Linked DNA regions of Mus musculus: all the other regions are linked to region 1. Evidence: chromatin contacts called from public HiChIP or PLAC-seq and promoter capture Hi-C data. All regions are on one chromosome and are shown on one strand. Each heading gives the region's core, a stretch centred on a gene start, on an enhancer-like site or on the middle of the called end of the contact. The rest is flanking DNA. Distances are from core to core; before and after follow the strand shown.

Region 1 (3,793 bases), core at 625-3,124:
ATAAACTAACCTCTTCATCAAAGGGTGGGATTAACTGTTTTAGGAACTAAATTAAACAATCCCTGAAGTTATATTTTGGAGACATCTTGTTATACAGAAAACTTTTTACATCTTATTTTGGATAGCACGTGCGTCAGGTTGTAGGATCAGGAGTGATTTCAAACAAGAAACAAGATCTAAACTATTGAAAAAGATCTTACCAGGAAGTGGTCTCATTCTCTCACGGACCAAGGAATTTTGTGAAGTTCACCTCCAATTGCCTTTTGCGCTTATAAATCAGTTTATGGAGTCTGATAAACAAGGATCAGGCCCAGCTCTAGGTATGTGCCGTTTGATTGTAAGAAATTATCTAGTAATAATTGCCTGGTGTTATGGTTTATGCCGGTCACGTGGTGTCTTGGCTTTAGGCATCAATTAGTTTAGCTTTTGTTATTTTTACCTTGAGAAATAAACTATATCTTATTCCCCTTTGAGCCGACAGAACCAATTAATTACTATAGTCTCTTTCAGAGATTCTGAACAGTCAAAATTACCTTTGACCAGATTGATATTAAGGAGTCCCTCTCCACAAAACTGTGGAAATTGTATCACAAGAATGAGGACATAATATAAACATATATATATATGCGTGTGTGTGTGTGTATTCCAAAATTATTCATTAAGACACCAGTGGAAACTCATTTGATTGGTAAAAATACGACTTTTCCACACAGGACATAGCTAGCTAAAATATTTTCATTACGTTTGAAAGCCTTTAGGTCCTAACGTTTAGGGCATACGCACCGCACTTGTCCTGTGGGCAATGAACCTTGCTCAACGTGTATGTGCCTCTGCGGTTTTCAGGACTGAAATGCTTACTGGTTTCTGCTAAGTGAAGGCTGGGTAGTGATATTCTTTGGACTCTGAGACAGATCTTCTCAGTGTTCTTAGTCTATGCGTCCTAGTAACTACTTCTGTTGCGAGCGTCTTGTGTAAGAAGGAAATACCACTGAGTGCTTTCCATATCTTTAAACTGACATGAGGTGTCAGAAGATTTCGGGGCACGGGGTAAAAAGTGAATGCTCTGGTTGATCTCTCCCTGGCCACCATTGACCTGGCACTGGGAATTTGTTTCTCTCAGCGCCACTCCTGGCTGATGCCCCACCCTCCCTGCTACAAGTGAAGATTCTTAGGGACAGAAGCTAGCTCAGGATTTGGGGAGGATTTCAGTTGCTTGTGCATGCTGACACGTGCTTATATTTGAAAAAACAAAAACTGTGTAAAGTAGATAGAAAGGGTAGATGTGTGGGGAACACACTAACTGGGGCAAAGGGAACTGAAGTTATCAACACCAAAGCTACCCGGATTAAGAGACAGCCTCCGCAACCTAGAGTGAGCCACTGGGACCTGCTGGTCACCCAGCCTGAACCACCAGAGCACAGAACATTTGCGTGTCTATGGCAGCAAGAGCCAAGGTCCAAAGGTAGATCCGGGCAGGAAGTGTAGGATCTGCCTGTGGAAGCCAGGGACAGACGCTCCCAGGTTTGAACCCACAAGTCCTTACATTTTAGGGCCCATCATTTATTTCACAGGCTATTGGGATGTCCTGGGCACGGTGCTTGGAGCTCAAGTGTAGCCTTAGCCATGCTCCTTACACTGTGTTAATTTAGGGCAGAGCACAGGCTGGCGCTGGAGTGTCCACAGGTGTGTGCGCTGGGCTGGCGGCAATCTGGTGGGACTGCAGGCGGCTGGAGGCACAGGCACGCCCACCCTGGCGACGAGCCCGGGGCGAGCCTGAGCTCTGCCGCCCGGGTGACCCAGCAGGTCGGGGCGGTGCGCTCTGAGTCACCGGAATCAAGGTGTGGCTGGAGCGCCGCTCCCCCGCCGCCAGCCCGGGGGCCGCGTCTTCGGGGGAGCCGCCTCTTCCTTTAGTCGCGGTGTCAGCGCTCGCAGGACCACTCTTGGCCGCTGCTCCTGCCCGGCGTTCCTCCGCTCCGCGCCCGCCGCCACCGACGACATGCTGCGCTGCGGCCTGGCCTGCGAGCGCTGCAGGTGGATCCTGCCCCTGCTGCTGCTCAGCGCCATCGCCTTCGACATCATCGCGCTGGCCGGCCGCGGCTGGCTGCAGTCTAGCAACCACATCCAGACATCGTCGCTTTGGTGGAGGTGTTTCGACGAGGGCGGCGGCAGCGGCTCCTACGACGATGGCTGCCAGAGCCTCATGGAGTACGGTGAGTGGCCGCCGCCTCCGGGAAGCCCTTGGGGGCCTGAGCTGTGGTAGCAGCTGGAGCTGATCTTTAAAAGGTCAGGGGTAGTGGGTGTTTCAAAGTCCGCTTAGAGTTCAAACTTCAGAAGCAGCAGTTTTGGGTGACCCGAATCAGGCTCAACCCTGAAAGACTCCAACTCATTTAAAAGTAAAGTTTCTCAGTTACCAGTGCAAACTGATGCCAGTCATTGCAAAGTACGTATAAAAATAAATAATATGCCAGGGTGAATTCATTTCATTTCATCTAACTTAAACTTTTTTTTTTTAATCTTATGAGAAAGTCCTTTCAGGCCAAGTAGGAGCAGTTATGATTTAGATAGATATTTCAGTATCTTAGCTGTGGAGCTGTTTCATGTTCATTCTTGTTCTGGGGAGTGGCCTTCGTTGAAAAGTGAATGTTAAGGAAGTTTATCTGAGTCTGATTTAAAATCGGAGAAGTAAACACTTCACTGAAGTTGAGTTGCCACTTTTAACACATCGCAGGGAAACTCTGTACACATCGCAGGGGAACTCTGTTTGCCTCTGCCAGGGAAAGGCCCCAAGTACTTGATTTACAAGTTAGTAGTAGTCTTTGAAAAAACAAAACCAAGAAAAGCCTTTTCTCCCTCAAGCAAGTGTCCCTCCTGTTTAGGATGGAGACAGTAGTGACCAGCAGTGTGTAGGGAGCAGTGTGCAGGCTTTACGGGTCAGTTTGCCCCCTTTAAAGGAAGCAAGTTACTTTTTTTGTTTTCATTCATTTTCTAGATTAACCATAACTTGATTCTTTTCCTAAAGCACCCAGGACTTCTGCCAGACGCTGTTTGGTTTGGGTTCTGGCCCTTATCAGCTTTTTCTCCCTGGAAGAACTTCCTCAGACAGGGAGGCAGGCAATAAAAGGAGAAGACTACAGATATTCCTGCTTGTTTTAAAAGGCCTTTGCTCTACCTAAAAACAGGCATAAATGCTTGGCTTACAGGACTTTCTATTGCTTCGAATCTTTTAGTTCTTACAGGCATTGTGCTGCCTTGGAATAACCTAGCTGTTTCTTAAAATGAATTCAAACTCAAGTCTTTCAGGGGCTATAAGAGGTATGCTTGTAGGTTTTTAAAATAGACTTTGGTAATTATAGCTCACTCCAAGGCTGATACAGCCCCAAAGAATACTCAGTAGCAGAAGTTAGCTTGCAGAGGCAGGAGCAGCATTCTTGCTGGGACATGATTTGGCCTGTAGGGCCCTCTTGTGAAACACACACAGTGCCATTTCCCTGTTTCTTGCCTTGTAGGGTAAGCTCATCTTTTAGGGTGTGCCTGCTCTAACCTCAGGCGGTTCCATTACTGTGTGAATGGAAGGGAAAGGGCAAGTTTTCTGTCTAGGTTGCTTCTTTAACCATGACTCGGTAGCAGCAGCTTTTCCCCACTGCAGTGTTACAGTTCACTATAGAAATCAGCCTTGGGAAACCTCCATTTTCCAAATGAATCTTAAAAATATCTTACTTTCATGATGTGGTGCCTGGTTCTAAACTGATCCGGGATAAGTGTGAAAGAGATTTTACACCTCAGGGGAGTTATT
Region 2 (3,793 bases), core at 588-3,087, 840 kb after region 1:
AGGGGTGAGGATCAAGGGGAAGGAAGAAGGGGGCAGAGAGAGTTGATTTCTACAATTTTTTTTTTCTGACAATGTTGAAACTGTGAAAAAAGATTTCATTTAAGGAATCCTGATGCAAACTGGCTTTTTTCATCCCTCCCTTATTCTCCCAGAATTCACCAGAGGTCAGCAGTCATGGGCTCACCACCATTGCAGGCTCAACTGTCTGAGTGTCTCTCATGAGATGCACCTTGCTCATCTCATGAGAGAAAGCCCTGTGTCTGCTTGCTCATTCCTGTGTCTCAGAGACTAGTGCCTGGCCAGCACATCACAGATGCCAATCAATTTTTGCAAAGAAAATTAGGGATTGATTCTTAGCTTTGGAATCATGATGGATTTATTCCTTTCTTTCAGGGGCCCGTAGCTCTGGTCATAATCTGTTGCCATGAAACAGGATCGACCCAATAGGCATTAAATTACAATGCTATTTTCATTTTCTCGGTATTCTAACCTCTGTTTGCAATAGGACATTCAATTTTTGAGAGACAGAGACAAAGAAAAAAGACAGAGAGACAGACACACACACACACACACTCACAGAGAGAGAGAGAGAGAGAGAGAGAGAGAGAGAGAGAGAGAGAGAGAGTAAAATGTGTAACTCTTACACTAAATGGAATCCACCTAAACTTTTTACCTGGGTAGATCATGAGGTCACATGAAACTGTTTGGGGAAAAGAATGAGGTGAGAGAATTTTACAAATGTATTCTTTACATGCAACTGAAAGGTCCACATTTGACCATCAGAGAAGAAGGCCCTGTATGGAAATTTGATTATTTTGTCTTCCATTGCCCCCTTTTCAACCAATAAAACCACAAGGCAGTACCAGGTGATCTAATGAGTTGTTAGATCTACCCCTCCCCCATGATTTTGCTAAGTCTGGAAACTGAAATGAAGCAGAGGCCAGGACAAGACACAAGGTAGCAACCACTCTAGTGTTGCTAATGTCCTGCCATGCATTTGAGGCCACTGATACCGTTCACAGAGCAACGTGACAAAGGGCACATCCCATCAATTTTTCCAACTCTGATCAGTAGGGAGCCAACAAAGTCACACTGCATTTTTCATTATTATGCTGGGAGAGTATTTTTTAAAAAAGTGCTGCTTCAACAAAATGGAAGGGGTTTCAGGTACTCTCATATTTCTTCCCTGAGCCTAGAAATGAGCAGAGTCATTACATTTGATTGTAATTCCTACCCATAAGCAGATGGGCAGGCAGTACACCAGGAATGATAATAATCTATACAGAGTGTTCCTAAGACATGAGTTAGTGCTTTCAGATCCATAAAGCTTGGGGTTTTATGAAGATGAACCCTATTATAGGCCCACGTGCAAGCTCACGCTCGTCAAATTACCTCAGCCGAATCAACAGCTCAGATCATTTGTACGTCTTAGCCTTCTGGAATGGACCTCACTCTCACACCATTTCTCCTGTCTAAAGATTCAGATCAGATGTAGAGAACTGTGAACTGTGTTCCTATGCCCCAGAGTCCTCGCTGTAAGTGAGCTTGAGAAACAGAATTCTGCACTGCTATTACCAATGGATTATAAACTGTAGTCATCGTCCCTTGCCTACAGCTTCAGCGATGCTGCCTGGGTGATTCTCAGAGAGAAAAGCAGAATAGAAAGACAATTTCACCACAGAAAACTTCTGATTAACCACAATTAACTGAGAGTCAGTTTGGGTACAATGGAAAGAAGGTGGGGCTTCATATTAAAAGAGCTGGGTGTGAATCGTGGCTCAGGCACTTCCTCCTCATATTAATCCTATTATAGTCCTAATACTCTGTGGAAACAACAGACACGGCTACTCATGAGTCAGAGACCAAGTGCAGCATCTAGCAGGCCCATAGTAACACACATAACAGAAGCAGCCCTTGGAGCTAACATCCACATCTCAAACCAAGACTCTTACAAGACTGAGAAACCTCATTCCACAGGCTCACTTCAAGCCTCTAGTGACTTAAAGACCTCCCAAGATTCCTAGCAACACCCAGTACTGCCTTTACAAAGGGGTGCTTCAGGGACACTCATCCAAACTCCACCAACTCCATCAAGAAGTTCAGCCTTCCACCCTCAGAATCCTTACCCTTAAATGTGGGAAGAACTACATACTGTTGCCTAGCAACACCCATATGAAGTACCTGGTGCCACAGAGCCAACAAACACCATTTACTCTTCTTGCTTAATACTAATACTTTTAATGGAGACATCTTCCTACTTTCAAAGCTTGTTAACGTGGAGTTTCTTAACGGATCTTAAGACAACACATGAGATGGACGTGAGTACACCTTTACTCACTAGAAAAGTGAGGTTTGTTCTGGACCCCAGGCTCTTCCCCCTGTAGTCCTGTGCTAATTCCCAGAGTCTGAATAGTGGGGCAGCTGGAATCACAGGAGAAGCTAAGTCAAAACAGTGAGTGGATTCTAAGTCAAAGCATAATGCTCTGAGATCTCAAGATGGCACTAAGTAAGTTACAGGGACACCAGATACCATAGTTACCTAGGTGACCTCATGCAATGTGTACAGCAGAACTGAGACCATAGGAAACTATAAATAAATACCCCATTAAGAATTATAGGCTACATAATATAAGGGCAAATGGGTCTAGGATATCCATTATTCACTGTAAAAAGCATTCTTTTGTATAAAATGTATTTTATTTTAAATTTACATATGTGTGAGTATATGCACAAGGGATTGCAGGAGCCCTCAGAGGCCAGAAGAGGGTGTAGAATTCCTTAGAGCTGGAGTTACAGGTGGTTGCGACCTGTTGAACACGGTTGTGGAAACCAAACTCAGGTCAGGTGAAGAGCAGCAAACACTCTTAACTGTTGATCCATGGGACAACCCCTTAAAAATTAATTCTTGTAATTCTCAATAATTTTGCTTGCTTGTCCTTCTGAACTAAATAAATATTTTTTAAAAGAATAAAAGGTTCCCCTTTTTTTTTGTCTAATATCCACTTATTAGTGAGTACATACCATGCATGTCCTTTGGGGTCTGAGTTACCTCCCTCGGGATGATATTTTCTAGTTCCATCCATTTGCCTGCAAAGGTCAGGATGTCCTCATTCTTAATAGCTGAGTAGTATTCCGTTGTGTAAATGAAATACATTTTCTGTATCCATCCTTCTGTCATGGGGCATCTCCAATTTCTGGCTATCACAAATAAGGCTGCTATGAACATAGTGGAACACGTGCCCCTGTGGCATGATGGTGGAATCTTTAAGGTATATTCCCAAGAATGGCATAGCTGGGTCTTTAGGTAGATCTATTTCCAATTTTCTGAGGAACCTCCAGATTGATTTCCAGAGTGATTGTACCAGTTTGCAATCCCACCAACAATAGAGGAGTGTTCCTCTTTCTCCACATTCTCTCCAACATAAAAAAAGAAAAGAAAAGGAAGAAGAGGAGAGGAGAGGAAGAAGGGGAGGGGAGGGGAGGGGAGGGGAGGGGAGGGGAGGGGAGGGGAGGGGAGGAGAGGAGAGGAGAGGAGAGGAGAGGAGAGGAGAGGAGAGGAGAGGAGAGGAGAGGAGAGGAGAGGAGAGGAGAGGAGAGGAAAAAGAAAAGAAAAGAAAAGAGAAGAAAAGAAAAGAAAAGAAAAGAAAAAAAGAAGAAAGAAAAGGATAGAGCACCCAAGATACAGTCCACAGAACTCAAATGGCTCAACAAACTGAAGTGCCCAAGTGAGGACGCCTCAGTCACACTTGGGAGAGAGAAGAAAGTAATCACAAGAGAGGAGGGAGGGAGGGAG
Region 3 (3,793 bases), core at 843-3,342, 690 kb after region 1:
CTGGTTGGGGTATAGCTTGGTAGTAGAGCACTTGCCTACCATGGGTTTCAATCCCCAGAAAAGATGAGCTTACAGAGGATTCTGAAATTTAGGCAGAGATATGCGTGAGGAACAGAGAGAACTCTCTAAACCTACATAATCCCCTGAAGTCACTCAATTAAAAACCAAGTTATTATATTGGATTATCTAAAAGTAAAAATCCACTTACATTTAATCTTCAGAAATAACTCACTCATTATGCATTCAAGTCTCCACAGAGGGATTTGCAAGCCAAGGACAGTGGCCCAGAAAAGCAAAACCTACCTCTTTCCTATTACAAGTGCACACTCACAAATCTGCAAGAGTTTGCAAAGGCAGCTTTGAACACCTCTTTCAACACCCAGCTTAAAAGTATTCTGTAATATGGTCAATTAAAAGCTGCTTCTCTCTGAAGAATGGCAGGACTCCCAGCTCTGTGTGTGGAAACCCCGGCTCTGTGCTACAGTTGTTGTTGTTGTTGTTGATGTTGTTGTTGTTGTTGTTGTTGTAAACTACATAAGGCATGATTGCCCCGCCACCACACACTTAGGTTATCAAAGCTTGTCATGGTACCTGTTACAAAGCATGAGTGGGTGCTTAACTTTTTTCAGCCTAATTTGTTAACTCATCACTCAATAAATAGCTGATAGATGATGAAACACCTCTAGAGTATGTGACACACTAAGATAAATTCAACAGGAACAGATATGCATGAGCCCCACCCTCAAGGAATTCCCAGGCTATTAGCAAGGGCTGCAATCAGAACACAGTTAGAGCAAATATTCGTGTACTTGCAATTCACAGTTCAAAGGTCAGGTGCTGTGTTCTATTTACCTAATAAGGCATTTGCCCAGCCTTGGAGGCTCAGGAAGCTTGAGGAAGTGATGTTTTGGACTTTGATCTGAAGAAAGAATGGCAGTTAAATAAGTAAGGAGGGTAGAGACTCATTCCTGGTAGGCAGTCCCACACCTGCAGTACTCTTAGGGTAGGCCAGGAGTGAGAAGGCCTGGTTCCTTTCCTACAGCTGGTGGGCCTCCAAGGAAGAACACCAAGGTCATTACTTCCCCACTCTTTTACGAGAGTATTATCACTATTAGTTGGCGCATGCCACTGCAGTAAAACTGTCTAAAGTGGGATTTTTTTTTTAATTAAATCATTTCTACTTGAAGCTAATACTAACTAAGTCTCTTAGTGATGGAAGAGACAGAGTCCAAACTGGCCATCTCTTGTCACCAACTGAAGCTTCTAATACCAGGACTGGGTTGCTTTCAATTGAGTTGTTGGCCAAGAGGTCCCATGGAGATCCCTAAACAACCCAGGCTGTTGCTAAGACAAACTCTCCTCAAACATCCAGGCCCCATTGCTGAGAACCACACCCATACAACTCATTAAACATGGAGAAGTTGAGCTGGGCTCTACATGGATTCACATCTACTCCCTTTGGTGAGAAGAATCTTTGGTGTGGGAAGATACTCTGCAGGTCATCAAAAGAGAAACTTAAATACCAACCTGTCCATAAAACTTTTGATCTCCAGTCTATCCTATCTGAAAAACATTCTGGGACAATGGTGACATAGAACGTGTGGAAGTAGCCAAACAATGTCTGATTGACTTAAGGCTTGATCCCTGAGACAGAACCCATACCCAAACACTACTGGTCTTTAAAAAAAGAAGAAAAAACTATCATTAAAATTACTCCTTATGATATTGTGCTAAACTCATAAATCAGAGTCTTATCCAGTCAGCATCAGAGAGGCTTCCTCTGAGGGCAGATAGGAACAGATGCAGAGACCCACAGCCAGACATTGGGCAGAGAGAGACCTTGAACATCCAGCTCTCAATGGGAAGTTTTAGTCAAATCCCTTCCCTCACAGCTCAGAGAACCCCACAGAAGGGGAGGTGGAGAGTGTAAGAAACTGAGGGTACCGAGGTCCTGCCTGAGTGTGAGGGTCCTGAGGAAGGAAAGAATGGGAACAGAGCTGATGCAGTAATGACTCAGAGTCAGTAATAGACACACACTGCTAGTTCAGGTCCTCTCCTGTCCCTGATGATTCTCAGTATTCGTTATTTAATTTCAGTTTAAGCTTAAGGGTAAATAAACATAGAAAGTCTGAACCCAGTCTTGTGTTTACTAAAGCTACATCATCAAGGCTTTGATCACTGTTAATAATTATCGAGAACTCATAGATTTACATAAGCTCTATGAGTCCCGGATCAATAATCCCAGCCCCCTGTTTCCTTAGAGCAGAACCAAGCACAAAACAAAAGCACATTTAGCCTTCCACAGCCTGTTTTTATGGACATCTGGGCACAGCTCTTCCAGTTTTCTGGTACAGCAGACAGCAGCCTTTAGTAACTTCTTCCATGTAAGAATAGAAAAATGACAGACTACTAAAGTTAAAATGATACCTTACCAAGTTTTGAATTTATGTAAGTAATACACTAAAACAGTTAGCTCTCTCTAATACCTTTCCAGGCATTGATATCTTCAATTCATCAATCAGCTAGAATAACAGAGCACTAACTTTTTATATGCGTCTACATCATCTTTTAAGTCTCTAATCTTCATTTTCTTATCGCAGCAATGCTATAACCTCACGTACTCTCATTCTAATACTATATATTCCTAAAATATATATAAATTTCTATTTTTTCTATCCATACCCTTTCTTCCTGAGATCACTCTAACTCTCTGTCCTCGATATCTCTGAATTCGTTCTGGCTGATCAGTGCAGCAGTCATTGAACCAGAGGGTACATGTACTTCCCAATGATTCCGAAATCATTCAAGGCCAAGTCTGGTAATGAAGCATTTCCTAAAAGGACCATGTAGGCTTTTATGACACTTGTGATTATATTGTCTAGATCATTTCCCATGGTCCTGAAGGCCTGTCCATCATCCATCATGACCACCTCCATTCCTCATTCCTGAAAATCACATCAGTTTTGATTACTATGTCATGATTAGCTCTGAGTAATGGGGGTGGGGGGAGTATACTCCCCAAAAAGAAAGATTGAAAGTAGAGTAGTAAAGACAGAAGATCAAGTTTGGGGCAACAGCAACCATGTACACATGTGGGGGTCATAGGATCAACAGCCTGGCAATGCTCCAGGTGGAGGAACTGTGTCACACCTCCCCTTATACAGTCATGCCAGACTGGGCATGAGGGGATGGAGGACACCAGGAGAACAAGGCCCTCTGGATCAACTGAGCAAGAGTAATATGACTCATAGAGACTGAAGCAGTACACAAAGAGCCTATATAGTTCTACACCAGGCTCTCTGTGGATATATTACAGCTATTAGCTTAGGGTTTTTATGGGACTTCTGAGTGTGAGAACAAATGGGTCTCGGATTCTTGTGTTTGCTCTTGGAATCTTTCCCTCCTTTTGTACTGGCTGCTTTGTCCAGCCTCAATATAATAGTTTTTTGTTTCACCTTGTTATATTTCATTTTGTCAAGTGTGGTTGTTATCTTTTAGATAACAAGGTAATAAGAGACAGAATGGGGAGTGTATCCGAGGGAAGCTGAAGTGGGGAGGAACTGGGAGCAGCAGGAGTGGAAATTGTCATCGGCATTTATTGCATGAGGTAAGAACCTATATTCAATACAAGAAAAATAAAGGAATAAAAGTGTTTCTACTCACAGTTCACACATTTTAAATTACGGGTTTACACAAAGAAACAATCAGTGCTGGATGATCGCATGAGCTATACCCTTTATTGACTGGGTAGCTTTTGACTAGCCATTTAACTTCTCTACATCTTGGTTTTTAC
Region 4 (3,793 bases), core at 601-3,100, 650 kb after region 1:
ATAAGGAAAACATACTTTTGTGTCCTTATATATAATATCTGTGGATCCGGTGCCACCATCCTTTCAAGGGTGAACTGTCTTACACTCAGGTGAAGTCATCAGAATTCAGACATTGGTCTGCCATTCATAGGTTTCTCCACCCCAAGCTCTCTATATCACCTCACTTAGCCACTGCTTATCCCTAGCTGGCCACTGTGGTAAAAGGTTAATCACAAACGTGGGTATTTATAGGGAATAATATGATGGGAGTAACCACATGTGGGTGAAAAAGAAATGAAAAGTCATGGCGACACAGAGCTTGTGACTATCCTGCAATTGGGATGGGAAACAAACAAAGGGGTCAGAATTCTGCCTGTCAACACAGGAAGAAAAGCAGACTGCTGGCTGGAAATATTAATCTGATCTTGGATGCTGGTCATAGAGGCTACACTCAGGAAGCTGAGGCAAGAGGATTGACAAGAGTTCTAGGCCAGTTCTAGGCTACGGTGAAACCAACCAACCAACCAACCAACCAACCAAACAAACAAACAAACCTGTTGTGTTAGGAAGTTGACAGTTGTTGCCTCAGAGAGCATGTGGCAGTGTCTGCAGACAGTGAGGAGTAGCATGTCACTGGCATCTGGTGTGACATGGCCAAGGGTTCTGTAAGCATCCTAGAATGCACATAGAATGTACACACAGAGCAGCTGCCTACAACAAAGAAATTTCCAGGCCCAAGTGTCAGCTGCGCTTTAAAGCAGAACTCCACTGAGGAAGCCAGTCTTCTTTCCTTGCATGGTTATTTCCCAGTAACATGCTTGAAACATTCTGGCAATAGTGACAGACAGAAATGTGCTTAGAACATTAATTCATAATTATGAGATGATTGCGATATTTCTAGAATGGGAAATCAGATATTTAAATGCACATGTCTCTAAAGATTGGTATAAAAGAAATAATTAACATCCAAAGTATCTATGACTCTTAAATCACAAAACTACTACTAAATGTTAAATATTGGGCTAAAATACAGAGCACATTTCATCTTTTAATGAAGAGAATTCTTTCTGTAAATTACTAGAACTCTTAAGGAGTTGGAACAAGTACTATCCAAAGTAGACGAGGAGCCACAGAGTATGGTACAGGAACACTGGGGTGAGCTTGTGATTGCACTAAGCCTGGTCTCTGCTCAGTGACTGTATTGTGTTCAGGTCTAAACCCACAAGGGCATCCTACAAAAAAAAAGGGTAGATTTAATATAGCTTCATCACATGTGTAAAAGCAAAACAATTGGGGGGGCATATTCATTAAATGAAATATAAAAACTCTAACTTGCTCATTGAAAACTAAGTACTTGTAGAGGAAACAAAGACACTTTATTTTCTTATTCTGCAGGAGTATTTCTAATATAATAAGACACCGAGACTGTGTTTAGCTCAAAGTCTATATGGTTGACTCCAAAGTTCAAAATTGCTTTGTTAGATGTAAGCCTTTGTCCCTGGACGGACAGGCTTCTGTCTCTTAGGAAAGAAAATTAAGTTGTATTTTCTATGTGGTGGTTCCTGAATGCAGAATTTTAGATCCGCTTTAATAAAACACGTGGCTGTGTAAGATTTTATGTTAGTAACGGTGATGGAAAGAACATTGATTTATTATTATTATTATTATCATTATTATTATTATAGAAAATTTATGATCACAAATTCAGCATCTATCAAAGAGTTTGGCCACAGTGCACCAAAAAAGCCTCCACCTACTGGGCAATGTTACGACAGGGCAAGATAAAAGCAAAGCTGGTTCCCTTCTTCCCATCACAACAAAAAGGTCGATAAAGCACACACTTGATATCAAACAGAGCTTCCTGCTGGCTTCAGTTACCTGGGAGTCTGGAGCCTGTGGTTTGAGTAATGTTCTGTCCACAATGCCGGGCAGCAGAAGCATAGAGAGAATGTCGGGCTTCCAGCCGGCTGAGCGAGCGCCTAACAACTTCAGACTCATTCTTTATTCTCCATCAGAAACGATAGCAAATGTGTTAAAAGGAAAAAAAAAAGTATTCACCGATCTTCTGATGTTGCCTTTTTTGGTGCTAGGAATTGTGTAACAGAGGTGATCCAGACGAGGTGATCCGCCCTTGAGCTACCTTCCAGGGTCATGTAAGTTTGCAAAAGAACCGAAAAGGAAGAGTTTTGCATAGTTCCTCTTGAAAACAAATGGTTTTTGTTTGTTTGTTTTATGTTTGTTTGTTTGTTATTGTGGAAAATTCCTGAAGAAATAAGATAGAGGTTGCTGGGGTGGGCACTGCAGATGACCAGGTGAAAACAGGACCAAACAGAGTACACATGTGCAGCATAAGTGCAAACATTGTAACTTTTATCTCTTTGATCCTGAGAAATTTTGTCAAAGTAATGACGTTAATATTTTTAAACTCTATATTTTGGTATGCAATAGGACATTTATCCTAGAGTCCATAAGAATGATTTTTTTAAATATGAATGCTTATATCAGTACTAAAGAGGACTCTGCTTGAATCCTCAGGTACTTACCTCATTTTCAAGTGTATCAATTAAAAAGATTACATAATAGGTGCTCTGAGTGGACACATAATTTTCTCACCATTTCTAAACATTCCTACCAAAAGTATAACGTTTAGCTGCCACCCAAACGGTGGAAATGCATATGTACATCTGCGACTTACAAACTGTGTTTTGAGAAACGCTTGTGAGGGAATGCTGCAGCTGCTGATAGGTTGACCTTTAGATTAAAGGAAGGAGAAGACAAACAAAATTCTGGCATGACTGAAACAGAGTGGTAGAAGCCCCGGAGAAGGACCACCAGGGGGCAGCATCCTCAAGCGGTTGTGATGGGGTGAGGCGCCCCCCCCCCCCCCCGCAAGGTTGTTGGTTAGCTCCAGCTATTTAGAACCAGAACCGTTTTCTGATTTCCAAGTTAAAACCCCTAAGTACAAAAACATGTGTCCCCACCCCCAATGTGAAACGGACGAAATTCAAAAGCAAAAATAATACTTTATGCAGCTCAGCATGTACCCTACATCGTTCTGAGCGATGTACATGGATCAAGCAGCTGCCATGACAACCTTTGCAGTGTAAACACTGTTGCTAGTACATTAAAATCACGTGTGCATTTATATGATGCATTGTCTATGATTTTTAATTGAAATTTACAAATGAGGAAACCGGGACACAGAAGTTTATCACGTGCTCATGCCATACAAATACCAAATACCAAGTACCAGAGCTGAGATTCGGACCAAAAGCTCTGGCCCAGAGATCAGATCTGAGACTGAGCCAACAGACTGAGGCTCTCAAGGCAGTGTTTCCTTGTTGGCGCACTATCAAGTTCAGCTACCAGCGCAAGGTCCAACTTATGGCCTTGTCTGGAACACAGCTTCTGTGTGCTGAATCTCTTGAAAACACTTCCCCCGAAAGTTTTACCCCAACAATGCTGCTTTCTTCGTAATCGTGGCTAAATTCTCAGCTCTGGCCAACCAGCATTGAGTATCCAGCAAGGATTTTACTTTAGTAGTTCTGGTATCTTGTTCATCACAGATGGTTCTTCATCCCCAGCTAACCAAAACTACAGATCCTTCACACAAAATGTCCTGTAGAGTCTTTTCTTCCCGCTGACACTGCACAAGCTAGGCCTCCAGGTTTTTTTTTTTTTTTTACTGTTTGCAGCAAGCTCTTACAGAAGTGACTCAATGGCTTTTCTAGCCCCAAGTTTCACAGAACAGTTCATCCTCAAAAGCAGTGAGGACAGGAACTCAAACAGGGCAGGAGTTCATTCAGGGCAGGAG

Evidence for each region. Promoter capture Hi-C pulls out the DNA fragments that hold promoters and counts their contacts. HiChIP or PLAC-seq counts read pairs in DNA pulled down with a chosen protein or histone mark.
Region 2: a contact with region 1 is called in an H3K4me3 HiChIP or PLAC-seq map of bone marrow-derived macrophages, with 8 times the contacts expected there. The contact joins the enhancer-like site here to the promoter of Perp in region 1. A contact is called at or near these places in 6 of 39 promoter capture datasets (the 3T3-L1 cell line, hippocampal neurons, liver and 2 more), 1 of 15 datasets of contacts at CTCF or cohesin (large pre-B cells), 7 of 484 Hi-C or Micro-C datasets (cerebellum, embryonic fibroblasts, large pre-B cells and 4 more) and 4 of 115 datasets of contacts at active chromatin or transcription factors (bone marrow-derived dendritic cells, bone marrow-derived macrophages, forebrain and 1 more).
Region 3: a contact with region 1 is called in a FOXA1 HiChIP or PLAC-seq map of pancreatic cancer cells. The contact joins the enhancer-like site here to the promoter of Perp in region 1. A contact is called at or near these places in 5 of 39 promoter capture datasets (the 3T3-L1 cell line, embryonic stem cells, hippocampal neurons and 2 more), 4 of 484 Hi-C or Micro-C datasets (cerebral cortex, group 2 innate lymphoid cells, liver and 1 more) and 2 of 115 datasets of contacts at active chromatin or transcription factors (microglia and pancreatic cancer cells).
Region 4: a promoter capture Hi-C map of liver shows a contact between it and region 1, with 2.7 times the contacts expected there. The contact joins the enhancer-like site here to the promoter of Perp in region 1. A contact is called at or near these places in 4 of 39 promoter capture datasets (the C10 cell line, hippocampal neurons, liver and 1 more) and 2 of 115 datasets of contacts at active chromatin or transcription factors (microglia and pancreatic cancer cells).

Annotation. Positions count from the first base shown.
Region 1 is chr10:18,843,197-18,846,989 of GRCm38.p6, forward strand. Perp (PERP, TP53 apoptosis effector) reads left to right here and starts at 1,875. Exons shown (of 3, transcript NM_022032.4): 1 at 1,875-2,210. The coding sequence starts at 1,997.
Region 2 is chr10:19,686,069-19,689,861 of GRCm38.p6, forward strand. The region is part of intron 1 of Gm33332 (a long non-coding RNA gene); the gene reads right to left. Among named protein-coding and RNA genes, the nearest start is that of Il20ra, 25 kb to the right of the region's middle. Within about 2 kb of position 1,838, at least 19 of the 459 cell types and tissues checked have an H3K27ac peak or open chromatin away from gene starts, as enhancers often do. A contact at or near this core is called in bone marrow-derived macrophages and regulatory T cells, where this site is marked.
Region 3 is chr10:19,530,804-19,534,596 of GRCm38.p6, forward strand. No RefSeq gene overlaps it. Among named protein-coding and RNA genes, the nearest start is that of Gm33104, 46 kb to the left of the region's middle. Within about 2 kb of position 2,093, at least 28 of the 459 cell types and tissues checked have an H3K27ac peak or open chromatin away from gene starts, as enhancers often do. A contact at or near this core is called in liver and pancreatic cancer cells, where this site is marked.
Region 4 is chr10:19,488,886-19,492,678 of GRCm38.p6, forward strand. It overlaps Gm33104 (predicted gene, 33104), which reads left to right. Exons shown (of 4, transcript NR_152784.1): 2 at 2,070-2,132. Among named protein-coding and RNA genes, the nearest start is that of Gm33104, 4.1 kb to the left of the region's middle. Within about 2 kb of position 1,851, at least 26 of the 459 cell types and tissues checked have an H3K27ac peak or open chromatin away from gene starts, as enhancers often do. A contact at or near this core is called in liver, where this site is marked.